Regions from separate parts of the Mus musculus genome. Here region 2 is linked to region 1. A link is a contact called in public HiChIP or PLAC-seq data. All regions are on one chromosome and are shown on one strand. Each heading gives the region's core, a stretch centred on a gene start, on an enhancer-like site or on the middle of the called end of the contact. The rest is flanking DNA. Distances are from core to core; before and after follow the strand shown.

What was found. HiChIP or PLAC-seq counts read pairs in DNA pulled down with a chosen protein or histone mark.
Region 2: a contact with region 1 is called in an H3K27ac HiChIP or PLAC-seq map of heart atrium, with 3 times the contacts expected there. The contact joins the enhancer-like site here to the promoter of Cysltr1 in region 1. A contact is called at or near these places in 2 of 39 promoter capture datasets (macrophages and pre-B cells), 1 of 484 Hi-C or Micro-C datasets (uterus), 4 of 115 datasets of contacts at active chromatin or transcription factors (bone marrow-derived dendritic cells, embryonic stem cells, heart atrium and 1 more) and 4 of 9 other capture datasets (adipose tissue, embryonic stem cells, liver and 1 more).

Annotation. Positions count from the first base shown.
Region 1 is chrX:106,602,368-106,605,067 of GRCm38.p6, forward strand. It overlaps Cysltr1 (cysteinyl leukotriene receptor 1), which reads right to left and starts at 1,312. Exons shown (of 4, transcript NM_021476.5): 1 at 868-1,312. The region is part of intron 1 of Gm5127 (predicted gene 5127); the gene reads left to right.
Region 2 is chrX:106,654,350-106,657,079 of GRCm38.p6, forward strand. The region is part of intron 1 of Gm5127 (predicted gene 5127); the gene reads left to right. Among named protein-coding and RNA genes, the nearest start is that of Gm24491, 5.7 kb to the left of the region's middle. Within about 2 kb of position 1,407, at least 5 of the 459 cell types and tissues checked have an H3K27ac peak or open chromatin away from gene starts, as enhancers often do. A contact at or near this core is called in heart atrium, where this site is marked.

The DNA.
Region 1 (2,700 bases), core at 62-2,561:
GGTAGTGCCTGCCAGTCTATTTGCATACCATTGAAAATAGCTAAGAAGACAAAAAAACGTTCTTGTCCCATGTGGTTGATTAAATTGTATGACTTCTTAGTCTAATGTTAACCTAGTGAGTTTAGCCCTAAGTTACAAAGTAGGTCATAGGTATTTCTACTAGTTGTCTGTAAGTTGATAGGGCTTTCTTTCTGTAGTCTTGAGTCAAATGGCCAGTTTCTAGCAGCGTGGTGTGTTGCAAGGAAATTCCTTAACCTGTCTGAGTCACTTTTCTCTTTACCTAAGAGAGGGGCCTGGGGGAGGGTAGAATGAGAACTATGATGAGAATGAAGGAGTGGGGGAAAGAGGGACATCCTGTCTCAATTATAGGATGCAAAGAAGGTGAAAAGTGTGAAACTTTGAGCAGGATGTAAAGTGAATTAAGTAAGAAGAAAACAAAGCATGAAAGTGCCTCGTGAAAAGTCTAGGTCAGCCCCCAACTGGTTGGTTTACGTGCAGCAGCAGCCGCTGAACACATTCTTTCCACATTTAAATCTGCATTACAGAAGCTCCAGGGTAGCCTTAAGATGGGAGCTTGAGGCCGATTTTGCACTTCTGGCTGAGTCGTAAAGGTGCTGGAGGCTTGAGGAATGCCACCTCAACAGTTTGCCATTTTGAGCGTGCAACAGAGGCAGTGAGCTACACTTGCTGACAGGCTGATTAGACGATCAGAGCTCTGGCCAAGAACCAAAGCCGAAAGAATGCAGATGTTCAGATTAGCAGCTTAATTCAAGGCAGATAAGGCAGGGCAGTTATCCACAATCTCTGAGGCATTTGGTAGAATCTGCCATCAGTTCAACTTTGCTCCAACCAACCCAATTTTCTTACCTGCTGATTCCAAGCTTCACAGTTTAAGGTCCTTTTGCTCCCTGAAGCAAGATCCAAATCTTCAGAAATTCCAACCTGCTAGTCTCCTGGTGAGCTAACCCTGGATGGTGAGCTGCAAATAAGTCTGGATATTCGGGATGGTCCACTCCATTCACAGGGCTCCTGCTCTTTAGGAATGTTTCTTTTCCAGAGGAGAGAGGTCAGGCCATGGCACATTTGCTAGCCAATAGACCTCGACTCTTCTTCCTGTTTCTTAGTACTTCTCAAGCCGCTTCAACCCCGCCAGAGTTTGGCTTCCCTGGTTTAAAGTGGGGGAAGGGAAAGAGCGGAGAGGGAAGAAGAATAGAAACTGGAGACTTGCACGTAATATGCACAAATGAGTGTTTATCTCTGGCTACTGCAATAGAATCCTCAGGAAGTCATGCAGCTGCTCTGAGGTGGGAAGTAAGGAGGAGTGTCTGCTGTTCAGCTTACTTCTCTCTGATTTTTATGACTGGAGGGTGCTTAGGCTATTTGTAGGCGGGGAAAAGATAATCCTACCAGTATATGCTAATATATCTGGCATTATGTGAAACTTGATCTTAAGATATACTTCCTCTTTACCTCTCTCCTTCCATATATCCTCTCTCCTTCACAGGCTGTATGTGTGTGTGTCCCCCTCCTTCATGAAATTTGTGATTCTATAAGAATTTTGAAAAGCATTTTTCTTTTTGATTGTCTCATATCCTAGGAGGAAAAGGACATGCCAATCTAGAGTGTGCTAATTAGAACCTGAGGTGTGATTTGATGTTGAAGACAAATTGATAAGATTTTGAAGTAAACTGGGTGAATGAACTACTTTGAATTTTACTATGAAAGTCCTGTGTTGGGATACACACACACACACACACACACACACACACACACATTGTGTAAACGTAGCCTTATTATTAATAACTAGTTGGAAGGACTTGTAAATGTCCTTATAACAGTGGCTTTCTGGCCAGTTATGGGCTACAAGAAAGAAATTTCTCAAATTTTCCATCTTTAGGCAGCCTAATGACTTTACAGTCACTCTTTATCCTCTTCCACGGAATCCTTGGATGCAGTGGTAATGATGATGCTTGGGAGAAAAGGTCGTCCAAGAACATTTAAAAGGGAAGCAAACATTTGGATTCAAGAGCAGACTTTAATCCTATCTTGGGAATTTTATTGCTATTTTAGCCAGTATTTATTCAATGGAATTGAGTTTATAAGAGATACAGAGTATAAAGTTTTACTTCCCCTCCAGTATGTGTTGTTTTCAAGGAGTTTGAGTTATGGCAGAAGGGGTATTTTTTTTTAGATACTGAAGAAAAGTGCTTTAAGATAGCACCACTTGGGGCTGGTGAGATGGCTCAGTGGGTAAGAGCACCCGACTGCTCTTCCAAAGGTCCAGAGTTCAAATCCCAGCAACCACATGGTGGCTCACAACCATCTGTAATGAGATCTGATGCCCTCTTCTGGTGTGTCTGAAGACAGCTACAGTGTACTTACATATAATAAATAATAAATAAATCTTAAAAAAAAGAAAAGATAGCACCACTGTTGGTGTAGCATCGAGGGGGTGCCCCCCCCCTCTGACTTCTTTATTTCTTTAGTTGTGTCTCTGTTCCTGAGTGATGGGAAGAACAGGCTTTCCATCAGCTCTGACAGGGCTTCACTTTCTATTAGCTGCTCCAATCTTACTGTGTTTTCTGGAACTGACTGCATTCCATTTCTCCTTTCCTTCTCTCGCCATCCTTTCTTCTCCATCCAGTTTCGTTGCAGCTATCGCCTTACATTTTCAGAAGATGTTAACAGGGTAGACTGACA
Region 2 (2,730 bases), core at 157-2,656, 52 kb after region 1:
ACTGGCAGGAATTTTGAGTTCTTGTAGAACCTCTAAATAGAAGAAGGAAGAGGGACATGTAAACAGGCCAAGTTCCCCAAAGTATTCTGTTCTTAGTAATGTTAGTTTATCACCCCTCCCCTTAGATTATGGTTTGCCTTTAAGAAATTTCCAGAATTATGAAAGAGTTATGTATGATACTTTTCCCAATGTTTTTTTTCCTCTCATGGAGGAAAGGATTTGTAATTATAATTCTAGGTGTCAGTTTCTCTTTGTAGCACTTTAAATTTTTTCTAAGCTTACCTTCCCAGACCTACCTCACTACAAAAAGGAAAGTTACAGAAAAGAGGAAGTATAATTATGTGTGGTGTTACCTAGGTATCTGCTCATCTTCCATAGGCAAGACCTTCTGAAGACTCCCCTTCTCTGCAATAGCACAATGTATTTGCTTAGATTTTGAAATACCATCACTTTATACATAAACTTACTTGAATTAATGCATTATACACTTGAGAGTATATTAGTATTATTCATTGGATTGAACTTATGTGAGTAAATATTATCATTAATTGTAGTCATTTATTAAAAAGAAACTATGCAATCATGAGTATTACTACTAGAGTCGACTAGTTTATTGAGTTTAGCCAGGGGATAAATGATAATTACCACAATCTCTAGGTAATGGTCTTGGTTCTATTCTGGAGCTGTTTACAGTAATATTAATGTGCTAGGTTTTTCTTTCACCTTCCAGATTCTCTGTACCTCAAAAAGTCTGTGTGCTCTTGACATCGTCTTGCTTAAAATCCACTTCCTTAGTTTCGAACAAGGCTTTTGCTCTTTCCAAGGGTTTGTATTACAAGGTTATCTTGCAAGGTTAAAACATTCATTTATTCAGAGGCAAGCAGATCTCTGCTTGCTCAAGGATAGCCTTGTCTACAGAGCAAATTCTGGGGCAGCCAGGGCTACACAGAGAAACACTACCTCAAAAACCCAAAACCAATCCAAACCAACTAAGCAACCAAACCAACCAACCAACCAACCAACCAACCAACCAACAAAAGCCCCCAAAACAATGGTTTTTCCCTTAGTGGTACATAATAAATCTACATAGGAACATAGTATGATTTCCTATAAATGTGCTTTCTTTGTCTTCCTCCTTAAGCTTGCACCTTTCTCCTCATTCTCCATGCACCCCATTCCATTTTCAGCTGGAGCTGCCAGGTCCAAGATCTACTCAGGTCAACACAGCTTCCAGTACATGCCTTGCTCAAAGGCAGGTACCAGCTGCTATATTGGGTTTCTAGAAATTACTTGTCAAAGGCAGTTGTCTCTATATTTTTCTTCTGTGAAGAAATGTTATCCTGTACTTGTTGAGAGCCTTTGGCACAAATACTTGCTTCCTTCAGTTTGGGAACTGGGCAGTGTGAACAAGTGAGTGCATCAGATATAAATATCACATTAGAGTTGACAGTTCCTAATGTCTCATGGACAGATAAAGGGAGAGCCAGAAGTAGCAAAGGAATCCCAGAAATGCTTGATGTGGTAGTATTAAAATCACCTTAGTTATTTTATGTGCATAAATGATTCATTTGCTCAAGAATCCATTGGCTCATTAGAACTGTAAATATCGCTAAATGTGTGACAAATGTATTTGAACTTGGATATTAAAATATTTCTATATCCTTACTCCCCAGTTTGTTTCTCTTATAAAATAAGCTAAGTTCTATTCTAATTCAATTAAAACAAAATTTGAAGTACAGTTACAACAGTAATTTATAAACTCACACCTGAATATTTCACTCAAGCAACCAAAAATTTTTTTAACAGACTCTGTTCACAGGGTCCGGTCATCTTACCCCTTCCTCCTCAAAAACCGTTACTTTAACTTTGATCTTATGCCAGCATGCCATCATATTGCATCCTCCACTCAAAGCATTATAAAAATAGAAGTGTCATGGGGGCACTGGGAAACAGAAGAGTTCTTGGTGGCAGGGAATGAGACAGTGTGGGGAGAGGTGATGCCAAAGAACTGGGCATTGGTCAGCAAGGCATACTTGAAATTTTTCAGTTTTGGCTCTCTATAAAATAGGGCCAAAGAACAACAAAAATTAGAGATTTACTCTGTATTGAATACTTTAATCCATGATATTAAATATTCTCATTGTGATTATTGTGTGGAAGAAAAACTGAAAGTGTATTGCCAGATCAGTTGGTCATGTATCTCTAGTTAAATTCCATGTGCTAATTGGATTCTTAAGCATTCAGACCTAAAGTATGTGTGTCCTAGAAACCAAGTAGAATAACAGTGTGTTGCTAAGCTGAAGGAAACAACTCCATTATTGCCATTTGGCACTAAACATCATATGTTGAGTTATTCCTTTGCTTCTTGGACATTTAAAACACATCATAATGTGCTACTATATATTTGGTTAGAAATTCCCGTATTGAGGCAACAGTGATATCAGCATATTTATGACATTCTACTTGAGTAGAAACCTAGATTTTCATGAATTAAATTGAATGAAAACATCATTTGGATATTTTATAAATTTCCTAGTTACGGATGTTCTATGTGATAATATCTTTTTATATTTGCATTGCTCATTTGAAATTTCCATTGACTGCAATGAATATCATGAAACTTGGCCCTTTTAACAACAGTGTGACTAGTTAATTACTATTAGCTTCCATATACTTATGTAAGAGCAAGACAGGAGATAGATTTAGTGTGACAATGATTTGGAGTGGCAC